Regions from separate parts of the Mus musculus genome. Here all the other regions are linked to region 3. A link is a contact called in public ChIA-PET and Hi-C data. All regions are on one chromosome and are shown on one strand. Each heading gives the region's core, a stretch centred on a gene start, on an enhancer-like site or on the middle of the called end of the contact. The rest is flanking DNA. Distances are from core to core; before and after follow the strand shown. Region 1 overlaps Ikzf2 (IKAROS family zinc finger 2). Region 2 has its middle 30 kb from the start of Gm28497. Region 3 has its middle 100 kb from the start of Gm28497.

The links. ChIA-PET counts read pairs in DNA pulled down with a chosen protein or histone mark. Hi-C and Micro-C count contacts between places; a contact is called where the count stands out from the background.
Region 1: a contact with region 3 is called in an SMC1A ChIA-PET map of the G1E-ER4 cell line, with 5 read pairs. The contact joins two enhancer-like sites. A contact is called at or near these places in 1 of 15 datasets of contacts at CTCF or cohesin (the G1E-ER4 cell line) and 3 of 484 Hi-C or Micro-C datasets (Th1 cells, cortical neurons and group 2 innate lymphoid cells).
Region 2: a contact with region 3 is called in a Hi-C map of the Ba/F3 cell line, with 4 times the contacts expected there. The contact joins two enhancer-like sites. A contact is called at or near these places in 7 of 484 Hi-C or Micro-C datasets (the Ba/F3 cell line, CD8 T cells, Th2 cells and 2 more) and 1 of 115 datasets of contacts at active chromatin or transcription factors (acute myeloid leukemia).

Annotation. Positions count from the first base shown.
Region 1 is chr1:69,557,642-69,561,876 of GRCm38.p6, forward strand. The region is part of intron 5 of Ikzf2 (IKAROS family zinc finger 2); the gene reads right to left. Among named protein-coding and RNA genes, the nearest start is that of Ikzf2, 130 kb to the right of the region's middle. Within about 2 kb of position 2,225, at least 16 of the 459 cell types and tissues checked have an H3K27ac peak or open chromatin away from gene starts, as enhancers often do. A contact at or near this core is called in the G1E-ER4 cell line and group 2 innate lymphoid cells, where this site is marked.
Region 2 is chr1:69,458,648-69,462,850 of GRCm38.p6, forward strand. No RefSeq gene overlaps it. Among named protein-coding and RNA genes, the nearest start is that of Gm28497, 30 kb to the left of the region's middle. Within about 2 kb of position 2,659, at least 35 of the 459 cell types and tissues checked have an H3K27ac peak or open chromatin away from gene starts, as enhancers often do. A contact at or near this core is called in the Ba/F3 cell line and embryonic fibroblasts, where this site is marked.
Region 3 is chr1:69,328,253-69,333,133 of GRCm38.p6, forward strand. No RefSeq gene overlaps it. Among named protein-coding and RNA genes, the nearest start is that of Gm28497, 100 kb to the right of the region's middle. Within about 2 kb of position 3,574, at least 47 of the 459 cell types and tissues checked have an H3K27ac peak or open chromatin away from gene starts, as enhancers often do. A contact at or near this core is called in the Ba/F3 cell line, the G1E-ER4 cell line, embryonic fibroblasts and 1 more, where this site is marked.

The sequences.
Region 1 (4,235 bases), core at 975-3,474, 230 kb after region 3:
ACAAAGTAGGAAACAAGCGAAGCAACTCTAAGTGGTGCCTTGAAACTAAACAAATTAGACCTCTGGAAGATAAAGAACATTCCTACGTTTTCCTTTTCTGTCCACTGTAAAGAAGAATTGACATAATCCAATAGAAGTAGACTCATGCAGGATTATTTTCAGAAAAGTCCAGCTTTTTGATATCTACTTTTATATTGCTTTGTTCAAGTGACAATGTCCCCAAGAATCCTTGCACTGAATGCCTAAATTGGGAAGCAAAATGAACTGATCTGCACACTGTAAAGTGCTCGAGGAACTCGGGTATCAGTATTCCTCATTATTATGAAAAATGTCTTATTTTATTGTTTATTTTTGATTTCTCAATGAATCCCCTAAGCAAAAACCAGATACACACATTTAGATATCTCAAATGTTACAGCTGTTTGAAATAGACACACATAAAGTGTCAGACTCTCTTACCATTATTAACCATAAGGAGTTTAGAGGGTGTACATATTTTCGTCATAGCTGTATTATAAATTGCTTCTCTGATTTGTGAAGGTAAGAAAAGGAGCTAGAGAAACTGCGAAGGTATAAAAGGATACAAAACCACAGGAAGGGGCTATAGTGAAATCTAAGAAGGAAGGAGACAGGGGTGATACTTCTCATTATTATACATATGTGAAGCATACATTGAAGGAACAACAATAGAAACCCAATTCGGAACTTTCTAGATTTAACAAATATCATATAAACTTTTCCTTTGATGCAACTTCTATTTTTCTTCATGTGGGCACAGTGTGTGCACATGTCCTCTCAAAACCCAGGACACAACTCACGTGCTGCTCCTTAGGGAACATCTATGTTGTCTTTTAAGACAGGGTCTCCCAGTGGGATGCAGAACTCACTCATCAGGACAGGATGCGTGATGAGCCCCAAGAATACTCCTGCCCATGCTATCACACCTAACTGTTTATATGGGTTCCAGAAATCTTACATTCTATACCAAGTGAGTTGAATCCATGGCCCATGTAATTTCTATTCTTAAACTGTTTTTTTTTTTCTTGTCTCATGCTGAAGTACTATAATAACCGACTTTACAAGAAAGCAATGCACTCGGAAAACATAGATGTCCAAACAGCATTTGTCTGAAAGCAGATAAGTTGATTTCATTTAAGTCATTATATAAAGTATAAAAGTCTGTGTGTGTGTGTGCACACGCGTGTGCACATGCTCACGCTCACACACATTCAAATTCTAGTCTTAAGGCAGACCCTATATGAGTCCTAGGTTAACCATATTGCACTTTACCGGGATATCACTGACTGATGATTTATGCCATGAATAAAATTTTAGTCACTTTCTAAACATTTACATAGTGAAAGTGAACTCTACACTGTGTGTTTATTTGCTTGCTTTTTCTCCCAAGACAGAAATGGCTATAGATGAAGACTATATGTTTGACTACTATGTTCAAGTAAGGAACATAAAGAATGGAGGTTAGTTACAAAAATCAATCAATCAATAAACAGTCCCAAATAATGCCCCGCTATGTTGTTTCATGAGTTGAGACTGGTGTGGAGCCTCTCTACTTCTGCCCGAATCCTGCATGAAGATTTGGTGTTGCTGGGAAGATGTGAAAGCAGACCTAGTTAGGGTTAAGAGTGTCCGTGCCAGCATCCACAGAAGCTTGAGACTGCTAGCAATCCCTGGAACTAGATCAACATCTGCAGAGTTTTCTGAACAATGGCACAGTGATCCATGAGTCCTTCCAGTTTCTCTAGAGCTTATAAGACCAGAGAAAGAATGGGAAGGAAGGGGTCCAAGCTGACATAACAAATGCGTTTACACTAAAGTGAAACAAAATTAGCTCCATGAGATGAAAATGTACCACTAAAGAAACTTCTCATGAATATTGTTTTTCTAGAAATGTACAGGAAGGTTCAAAGTAGCACAACCACTTCTACCTGTAAGACAGGGTTGCATGTGCTGATAAAGTTAGGATTTGTTGTATAAAGAAGTAGGAGGTGAAGTAGATAGTAGTGGTTATTACCATAGGTGGGAAAAGAGGAGTTTGTTTTGGTCAACTTTGACAGATTGTCATAGTAGCTGGGGCGAGCCAAAGTCGCTTTTATCTGGTGGTCACAACCTTCTGTCAGGGAAAAGCAACAGAATAGTATCCCCTCTCCTCTGTGCAGAGGGCAGAGACACTGGGGTGTCATTATCAGGGCTGGATGGGTGGACTCAGGAACTCCACGGTTATGCAAAGTATGTGTGCAACTGATACTGTTGGTGTGATTATCAGTGTGATCCAGTTCTATCAACCACCCCCAGAAAGGAAAGGAGGGGGCGAGGGTGGGGAAAGTTCACACTTGGGAGATGACCTAGAAAATAGGCCAGGTGCTGGCCTAAGATCAGTTTCAAACAGTGCTGTTCATAGGAAACCTGCAGGACAATTAATACTACCTTTAAAACACACTGTCACCATAAATACGAGTTGTACTAGTTGGCATCCTATAATCTAGTGTGATTATCTTATTGACCACTGGATCTGAGCTTTAAAGAATGAAGTCTTTTGGGCTGAAACCGGCTCCGTTGGCAAAGTACTCAGAAGCAATAGGATCTGAGCTCAGATCCCTGGTATCCCTGTAATAAGCCAGGAATGGCAGTGCATGTCTGTAAGCACAATGCTGCGGACTGGTGTGATGGAAGAAACAAGTGAATGCCCTGGACACGCTGCCTAGCCAGTTGATCCTAAGCAGTGACCTCAGGTCCCAGTGCATACGTATATTTACACACACACACACACACACACACACACACACACACACACTCACACACACACACCTACAGAAGAGAGAAAAACAGAATGAGTTGTATTTGACATAGTCAATACACTGTTTCATATGAGGGTTATAATTAGAGCAATTGACATTATATCTTTAGCAATATAGACAAAGGTTGACCTTTCCATGCAAGCCAGATTAATACGTCAGAAATTTTGAGAACTGTAAGTGAAAAAGGCCAAATGTTTTATCCAATTCTCTGAGGGCAAGAAGCCTATACCTTTATAATCCCCATGGATTCCTTTACCAGCCCAATAGAGAGAAAAATGTGCAAATATATTCAAAGGATGTGTAAGCCACAAGATTGAATTCTAGAGGGATCTCTTATAATAAAGGTGTAATTATACAACTTATATAAATGAGATAGTTTTCACTGGGAAATTGGGTTGTAACAATCATTGCACTATTTGCTATTTTTAAATCATTTTATTTAAATCATTGGAAAACACACGGGCATCTGATGATTCTGATTTGTGTGTGTGTGTGTGTGTGTGTGTGTGTGTGTATCACACAGCCCTTAAAATAACAAGGATATGAGTAATCAAGACAGCTCTCTCTTCTTTGAATTTTTTTCAAATGTACAATAGGGAGGAAGATACTTTAACAGATGGGCATTTGTGTGGCACATCTGGTTTGGTTCCCTTTTATAGGACAAAATTGCTTTAAACTGACAATTAGACATAAATAACAAATCTCTTGAGCTAAAAAAAATGTCAAATATTGGGAGGTCATAAAGCATTGTAAAAAAAAAAAAACTCCAACATTTTTAGAGTATTTAGAAATCAATACAGTATTTATTTAGGCTTATTTGCCACAAGTCACGTGATTTTATCAGTGGAAGGGCCTTCCAATTGCTATAGTATGGGTAGGTTATGATGAGGACACAGTAAGGCAAGGTAATTTTACAATGCATTGACTTTAAGAGGTATGTACAAAGAAAACGATATGCTAAACAATGTCAAAGTGAATGTCAATATTTTTCTTAGAATTTAATGAAAAAGTGTTGCTGTAGACATGAGTTGATTTCATTATTAAAATGAGGGTCAAACCCTGAATTAGGATAATGCCTTTGATGATCTGCTTTTTAATTTCTAACATACATATTTGAAACGTAACTCAGTATCTGACCTAATGGTATGTCAAGGCGTATTTTGGGTTATATTTAGATTTTACTAGACAGTAACTAAATTTCCTTGAGCATTAGCAGTCTACTTTGCAAATGTTTTAAGTGATTCTATTGTTTTCGCAATCTCTCTCATAGTAATAAAAATCTAAAACCAGCCTATGGTCAAAGCTAATTTTTAAAATTTATTTTATATAAATGAGTATTTTGCCTACCCTTATTTTATGCACAGCAAGCACTCTCAGTGCTCACAAAGAACAGAAAAGGGCTTTGGATCCCCACATCTG
Region 2 (4,203 bases), core at 1,409-3,908, 130 kb after region 3:
TCAAATGTCTCAAAGAATTGTTAATTGAGGAATTGAGTCTCAAGACTATTAAAGTAAATTTTAACCTTATGTGGTATATATCAATTTCCCCCCCTCTCTGTTTCTTCAGTTGAGGAAAGAGACAGGCTAAGAATATCAAGTGTTTTCCAGGGCCTCTTGGCCCAGGCAGGGTTCCAAAAGCTGAACTCAGGCTGGATAGCTGGTGGGTTGTGCTCTGTTGAGTAGAAAAGAAAAGAATCATACCATGTCTGCTCCTCAGACACAGGAAGGACCAGGGAGCAAGGAAATCACTAATTTTCAAGTCCACTGAGCAGAGCCCAAGAGTAAGGTCAAAAATAAAGTGTTTCTTTCCTATTGAGAGCTGGTGGGATGGACCAAGCAAGGCCTGGAGGCAGAAGAGCCTGGAAGAATGCCCAGAGGCCATCGCCTGCCCTGGACCCTGAAGGAATGGAGACTTTTTTCTGCCATCATTTCCTTTAGCTTGAGATTTATCCACATTTTCTATCTGAATAAGGGTAATTAGACTCTTAAGTTACTCACACTGTGAGATGGCTGATCTGTTGTTGTAAAGTTGTGAAGGAAAACCAACACCCCATAAGTAAAGTACGTAGATTCTTCTGCATTAACTGACGCTGAAAATGAAATCTGCTTTCATTTTTAGAGGGTGTGTTATAACACAGAATAGGAATTAAGTGCAAAGAAGTTAGATTTAATAATATATTGATTCAATGTCTGTCTCTCCCATTAAGCTGTCTGTGATCTCATGGGAAAACATCCATGTTCTATGGCTTTAAATCTTATAGGTTTGTAGTCTATAAAGTGGAAGATCACAATTATTCCTAATTTTAAATATTTAAATAATAGAAAATTCAAGTATATTTAACAAGGCATTAAAATACATTTTCTTTTCTTATTTCCCCCTTTCTTCTTTCTGTCCTTTCTTCCCTTTCCCTCCCTCCTTTCTCCCTGTCTTTTTGTCTTTCTTTCTCTTTCTTTCTCCCTTTCTTCCTTCCTTCCTTCCTTCCTTTCTTTCTTTCTCTTTCTTTCTTTCTTTCTTTCTTTCTTTCTTTCTCTCTCTCTCTCTCTCTCTCTCTCTCTCTCTCTCTCCCTCTCCCTCTCCCTCTCCCTCTCCCTCTCCCTCCCCCTCCCCCTCTCCCTCCCTCTCTTTCTTTCTTTCCTTCTGTCATTCTTTCTTTCTTCCTCTTCTGATTTTAACATCTGACCCTTTTACCTGAAAATCCAGAATCCAGCCATATTTTCTGGTAGATCAGAGCAGTCAGTCTCCTGTGTCCTAGTTAATCTTTTTCTGTTGTGAAAACTGACAGAAACAACTTGAGAGAGAAAGGTTTATTTTAGCCCACAGTTCAAGTTTTAATTCATCCTGGTGGGAAGGTAGCATGGAAACAATTGGTTACATGTAATATAAAATCAGGAAACAGGGAAGGGTGAATGCACAATGTGGCACACAGTAGGGGGTCATCCTACCTCAATTAACATAACTAAGGGCTGGCTCTGTGGGTAAAAGAGCTTGTAACATAAGCTTGATGACCTGACTTTCCTCCTTAGAACCCAAGTGTTGATGGAAAGAACCAACCCCTCAAGTTGTCCTTTGACCTCCACAGATCTGTTCTGACAGTGCAAACACACCCACAGTAAAATAAGTGTGAGTGAAGGTGGTTAAAATCACTTATTGGTCTTAGGACCAGTTTCCACCACCTGTGTTGGGTAGTATCTGACATTTTGTTATTCCAGCTCTAGGGGATCTGACTCCCTCTTCTGGATTTCAAGTGCACCAGCATTCATGCAGGTACACACACACACATGTATGCACGTACACACATACACATAATTAAAAAATAAAATTGTATATACATTTTTAAAAAAATTAACAAAACCTCCCATAGTCATACCCAAAGACCCATTTCCCATGAGATTCTAGATTTTTTTCAAATTATTAGTCAACTCTAACCATCACATCTTGTAACCCTAAAAATATTTCTAAGACATTAAGGAAATAAGTACAATAAAATTGATAACATACAAGCAATTTGAAAAATATTAACACAGCCATCCTAATATTTCCTGAGGAAGATCTGTGATAAATATTATTGATTCTCAACTGTCTGTCTTTTCCTAACATTACTTTATTCAGATAAAGTACAAATTTCATTTTTAAGGACTTCCATTTGCTCTATGGAATTCATAGTCACTGGGTATGGGAGTATAACTTCTGACCAACTGTGAGAACATTAGTCACTGGTGATTGGGAGAACAAAGGGAGATTTATAAAAGTGGTGAGCCAGAAAGGTAAAACACATACCTGGAGGAACAGAGCAGAAAAGAGGAGGGAACCATCTTCTTGGCACCCCAACACCTGACCACTTGACACTTCCTTTAAGAGGTAGAATTTATATTGTTCCCATAATCCAACCAGAGAAACTGAAATTTAAAGAAAAGTCCTTAGTCTTAAGTAATTTTCTGGAATTCCAAGTGCTAAGCAAAAAGGACCTACTCACAACCTAAATAGGAAAAGAACTCAGTGTGTAAACACTTTCCATGATACTAAATTCCAAGAAAACTTAGCTCACATCCTCTGAGATAGATTGATGACAGTTGGTGCCTGGAAAGGCATGCTTTGCCAAGGCCGTACTTAGGTACTTCAGAAAGATCTAGCTCAAAGGCATTTTACCCACAGTATCTGCAAAGAGATCTCTGAGAGTGACTAAGGTTTGACCAGCAAGCCTTTGTTGAGTCATCCTCCTCAGAAATACCACTCTGATTCATCAACTATGCTTTTTATGTTAATTGCATGTAACATCTGACATCTTCGTTACCCTTTCTCCACATCACTGAATCCTAAGAAGAAAATGAGACGAGCCAAACCCAGATTATGGCTGAAGTTAAAACTGAGCATTAGTGAATTAAAGTGAAACTTGAATGAGTTCAATATACCATGAAATTCAAAAGAAGGTTTTATATCTCATAAGGTAAAAAAAGAATAGTGATGTTATCTTAATGTTGATGTTATATTTTGTCTACAGGTTGTAGAATATAAACTACATCCTTTTACATAAATCCATACTAATATGATTATTGCAAGAAATATAATTATCAGGAAGGCAGAGTCTTTTTAAAAATTGCTGTCTTTTTTAATCGTTATAAAATTGCAAAATGAGTCACAGTAAACGTATAGGTCTTCCCGAACCTGTTAGCTATTGCATAATAAAGTGGGCCATGGCCTTTCAGTTGAAATTGATATTTGAGCATCTAAAATAAGTACTCAAAAAATGTCTTCAATCCTGGATCACACAAGCCAACCTAGAGATGACCCTTTTGCTCCCTGGAGAAGGTATTGCTCTTTGTGATAAACGAGTTCTGTTTCTCTGGTCTGGTATCAATTTCCCTTGCTGTGGGAACAGGCCGCTGAGTTTTAAGATTTGCTCATCCCCACAAGGAGGTTTTTCTGCATTGCTGACCAAAACACAAAGATCTGAGTAGTTATCAACTCTCCATTCTTTCTGTCACTTGTGAAGATCCACCAGATAGAAGTTCAGGAATCTGGCCCCAGGACAGGCATGGTTGGTGGTGTCTTTAATTACACCTTCCCAGAGAGTTGGGTCCTATTCTCCACCCAGGTCTCTGTCACTGTCTCGCTTCAGTCTCTCCCCAGGCCTGGCTCTTCCTCTGTTTCTAGTACACTGAGAGCTAAACATTCTTCCACTAAATTCCTCTTAGTAAAAGTGATTTTTTTTTGTTTTGTTTAAACAAAAAGCATTAACTTTCACAATATATGTTTAAAAATTAACGAAATCTTAAATTCTCTTAGCCTAACATCCTAAACGAGATCAACCCCTCCCTGAGGGTTGGCTTTTTAACATTGTCTGCATTCAATTTTGCTAAAAGAATAGATTATCCAAATCTATGCTCTGTCATAATAGATACAAGAAACTAGATAAAAATTAAGTGAGAGACAAGTTCTCTTTCAGTGTTCTCTAGTCTCTCTGCCCTTCTTACTCTGAATTTTCATCACTAGAGGAAAGCCATCAAGCTGAACTCTCTCCTACTTGAGCTTTTTCAAAACCTGCCTCCTAATGAGCTACCAGTGTCCAGGACAGTGTGTTGAAAGTCCCTTTGGTTGTTTAATAAAATGCACACAAAGAATTACAAAAAGCTTAAGGATGGTTGTAACAAGAACAACACTCC
Region 3 (4,881 bases), core at 2,324-4,823:
AAAGTTTCCAAGAAAAAGAAAATTGTCTCCAGACAAAAAAGTGCACCGTTTCCCCCTGTCACTGGTCTGTAAATTACATGGTATTTACATATAACCTACATGATATCAAGAGATAACTGAAAGCAAATGATGGGCATAGCTAAATTATAAGCAAATCCATCATTAAATGTATATGGCTTAGGCATCTGTGGACTTGGGCATCAAGGAGAGTACTGGAACCAAACCTCTACTAATCTCAAGGGAGAGTCAAACTTAATGCAATCCCTTTCTCTGAATTACTCTAACACATGAGCTTTAGGAAAGAAATAATAACCTGGGTATGAAGCTGGCATCTGCCAGTTCTGAGCCCTGTGACACCAAGGTATTAAATTTCTCTCAGCCCTACTGCCTCATCTGTAAAATGTATTAATGATCACCAACTCTCTGGACCATTAGTAGAAGTCAATGAATTTATATGTGTAGAGATGTGGGTTTTTTTTTATTTATTTCATGTATGTGAGTACACTGTACCTATCTTCAGACACACCAGAAGAGGACATTGGATCCCATTACAGATGGTTGTGAGCCACCATGTGGTTGCTGGGAATTGAACTCAGGACCTCTGGAAGAGCAGTCAGTGCTCTTAACTGCTGAGCCATCTCTCTATCCCATGTTTGGAGTTTTAAGCCTTCACATCATCATTATATTTCTGTACACACTGTTTCTGGATTAATAGAAAATGGGCATTTGTGCTCTAAGTCTGTCAAAGATTCTGAATAAGCACAATCATTTAAAAAAGATTCCAAGATATAAAAATACAATTTTAATCAACTTTAGACTCAATGTCTACTATATACTAGGCCCAATTTGAGAATTTTTCACAGTATAATTCTTAGCCAAACAGTCAAGAAAAATTTGTAAATTATCAAAGGACATTAGTCTTCTCCAGCATTGATTAGAAAATAATTTCATCATATAAAGTTGATGGAGCCAGTTATTTCTGTCTCATCACAAAATGTGGTAAAATTATGATCACGTGGTAAAATAAAAACTTTGGACTCAATTTATGAAGATAGATATCTATTAAATTTCCTGTGCATGAGCTGAAATGATGAAGAAAAACATAATTCTTATTTGTTTTCTTACTTGTGCCTGCATTTAAATAATGAACCAACTTTAGATATATCTAGAGCCAACAGAACTGTCTCGCATAAAAACAGTGGGGAAAGATTTTTATTTCTCTTGCTGAAAATATTTAAAACAATTATTCACGAGACAGATGACATCTAGAAGTGATCTCGTGTTAGCATGTTCTGAAACACTGATGCAGACATCTCCAACTGAGGTTGGCAAAGCTTCTCATATCTGACAGTACAATATGGACTCTCTAAAGGAAGAAAGATGCCAATATTTTCAAATCCTTCAAAACAAACTGAGAGCATAGAAAGTAGACAGATCTGGCCAAGTTAAGCTTTATTCCAAAAACATATTTTTCCAGGAAACCCATCTGAATGCTGATCTATCAAGTCAAGTACAGCTGTTCCTGGGGGTGGGGATGGGGAAGTGGAAGAGGAAGAACAGCAGGAGTTAAATTTGATGTTCATTAACACGAAGGGACATTTCTTGCCCCATTTAACTAATATCTTAGTTGGTACAGTGTAACAAACACTGTTTAGTTGTTAAAATCTATTATACCTGCTTTAAATTGCAACTCCATATAGCCAGAAGCTCAATAGTTGGTAAAATTCAATTTGAGTTGCCAGAGGTTGTTAATGGGTAGTATTTCTATTTATTCTCTTAATTGTCCGTTATCTAAATTATCACTGTGATGAAATCTTATGTTTACTACATTCCCACATAATCAGAATGTCTAAATAATTTTCCTTGTAAGTATAATGATGTCCATAAAAAGGGCCCATAAAACTCTTTAGGGACAGGTTTTAGAGTTGTTTGTGTGTGGTTATTATTATTATCTTCATTGGTGTTTATATCTACCACATTTAATCTCAAAATAAATAATTCTACTTAAACTTTGACAACATTAACAAAAATATAAAAATAACAAGCCAAAATTTATCATTGCTAAGCACAGAGTGGACTCTTAGAGTGTGGGTGCATACTTACTGACTACCAGCTCAAATTTAGCCTGCAGATGCCTTTAGAAACTTTCAGTTTGTTTATATAGTGGATTACATTGATGGATTTCCGTATATTAAACCATCCCTGCATCCCTGGAATGAAGCCTACTTGGTCATGATGGATGATTGTTTTGATGTGTTCTTGGATTCGGTTAGCAAGAATTTTATTGAGTATTTTTGCATCGATATTCATAAGGGAAATTGGTCTGAAGTTCTCTATCTTTGTTGGGTTTTTATGTGGTTTAGGTATCAGAGTAATTGTGGCTTCATAGAATTAATTGGGTAGAGTACCTTCTGTTTCTAAGAACTCACATGATATGTACTCACTGATAAGTGGATATTAGCCCAGAAACTTAGAATACCCAAGGTACAATTTGCAAAACACATGAAACTTAAGAAGAACAAAGACCAAAGTGTGGACACTTCGCCCCTTCTTAGAATTGGGAACAAAACACCCATTGAAGGAGTTACACAGACAAAGTTTGGAGCTGAGACGAAAGGATGGACCATCTAAAGACTGCCATACCCAGGGATCCATCCCATAATCAGCCTCCAAACACTGACACCATTGCACACACTAGCAAGATTTTGCTGAAAGGAGCCTGATATAGCTGTCTCTTGTGAGGCTATGCCGGGGCCTAGCAAACACAGAAGTGGATGCTCACAGTCAGTCAGCTATTGGATGGAACACAGAGCCCCCAATGGAGGAGCTAGAGAAAGTATCCAAGGAGCTAAAGGGGTCTGCAACCCTATAGGTGGAACAACAATATGAACTAACCAGTACTCCCCAGAGCTCATGTTTCTAGCTGCATATGTATCAGAAGATGGCCTAGTCGGCCATCATTTGGGAAGAGAAGCCCCTTGGTCTTGCAAACTTTATATGCTTCAGTACAGGGGAACACCAGAGCCAAGAAGTAGGAGTGGGTAGGTAGGGGAGCAGGGGGGGGGGGTCGTATAGGGGACTTTCAGGATAACATTTGAAATGTAAATGAAGAAAATACCTAATAAAAATTGGGGAAAAAAAAAAAAGAAACTTTCCGAACATAGCACTTCGGTCTGAATATAGCTCTGTAGTAAGTGTGTTATGCTTATGATATAACATTGAAATTTCCTTCTTAAAATTAGTTATAGGGCTTATGATGTAATAGCTACGGTAAAATGCAAACAATGAATTCTTTAAGTGTGATTATTTTCATATCCATAATTTCCAGCAGAGGTCTCTAGAGAGCAACCAAAGTTATGGAAATAAGGAATATGGGTGCAGAAATTTAAATAGAAATTTTAACTCTTCAGCTTAATGTGGGCTTTCTTTTCACCCACGCCCCTTTCTCTTTTGATGTCTCTGAGCCTTCATCAGATAAAAGGCTGTCTAAAAAACTGATCAGAATAGACACAAGAGAACAGGTTAATCTCAAGTGCACCGGTGTAATGTGTCACAAAACAGACAATGTAATTATCTCAGCAGCCTGTTTAACCAGCTAATTCGGCAGCTTTGCATACCAGGGGTGAGCTCATCTGTTCACGATACTCTACTCCCAGCCAGGGATTTTTCACCCAGCTCACTAGGTTTTACAAAAGCTTGTGAAAGCTTGAGGACTGAGTGTTTCCTTGAATGAGGTTTAACAGCTTTTTGCAATCTTCTATTTATCAGGAAGCAACGGACTAACAAAGAGAATAAACTGCAGATCGGCATTGTATAGTTCCTCCCCCCACCCAAAAAAAAAATGAAGTCATACTGATGTAAATACTTATGTGTTCACCGAAATAAACTCACTCTCCTTACAGGGAATCTCGAGAAATGCTCAACAGGTTAACAGAAATGTGATTTGGGACGTGAAGATTTCTGAACCTGATGTCATTTTCTTAGCAGTAAATTCTCTTGCTATCAAACACGCTCTGCGTGTGTTTGATACTGCTGTATCCTGCTGACCTGGGGCTGAATTTTGGTTCCTGCTAGGTCTTTAGTAAATTGAACCTATTGTACCTTTGTCTTTATAATATGAGTAGTTCCCCATCAGATGTTTACTGAGGGGTTTAAATTATACATCAGGGAAATGCTGTACAAAGAGGTAACAAATAGTGGCTCTCTTATTGCATGGTATCACACGAAATCATAGGTGTAAGCATACATATAGGCATAAATACTTGTACAAAGACACATACATATATATGTATACATATATATGTGTGTGTATGTATGTGTGTATGTATATATATATATATATATATTACAAATAAATACAGCTCTATAAGTGCAAATATCTACTAAGTCAAACACAGGAAACAATAATAAAGTAAATAGATAAACCAAATAACAGAAAGTTCTACTGTCTGCTATCTCTGATGGATCTGATATCTGCGATACTGTATCTTATTATTTCCAGGAGAGTCAAAGCCTTAAACAATGCTAATGGCTGTCTTGAAGGTGAAGCAGAGAGGAAGGAAGACTGTAATTCATCGTAAACCCTATTACTTTCGTGAGCTACTGAGCAAAGCAAGAACAAGTTACATCATCTCGGGTGCAAATTTTAACCCATTAGATTGGGATTGCATCTCAGGTTGATGGAATGGTGAGACTCCATCACCAGAAGGATGTCTAGGAAGCAGTAATGAGGTCACAGAGTGCCGTGCTCTGGACTCAGTACATGGAATCGCAAGTCTTCTGTAGCAGGTTTGAAAGACTGATGTCTGCTTCCATTCTGCTGCCTTAGACTCCAATCGTATCTCTCCTCTTCATCATTCTGTGACCCTCTTATATGTAACT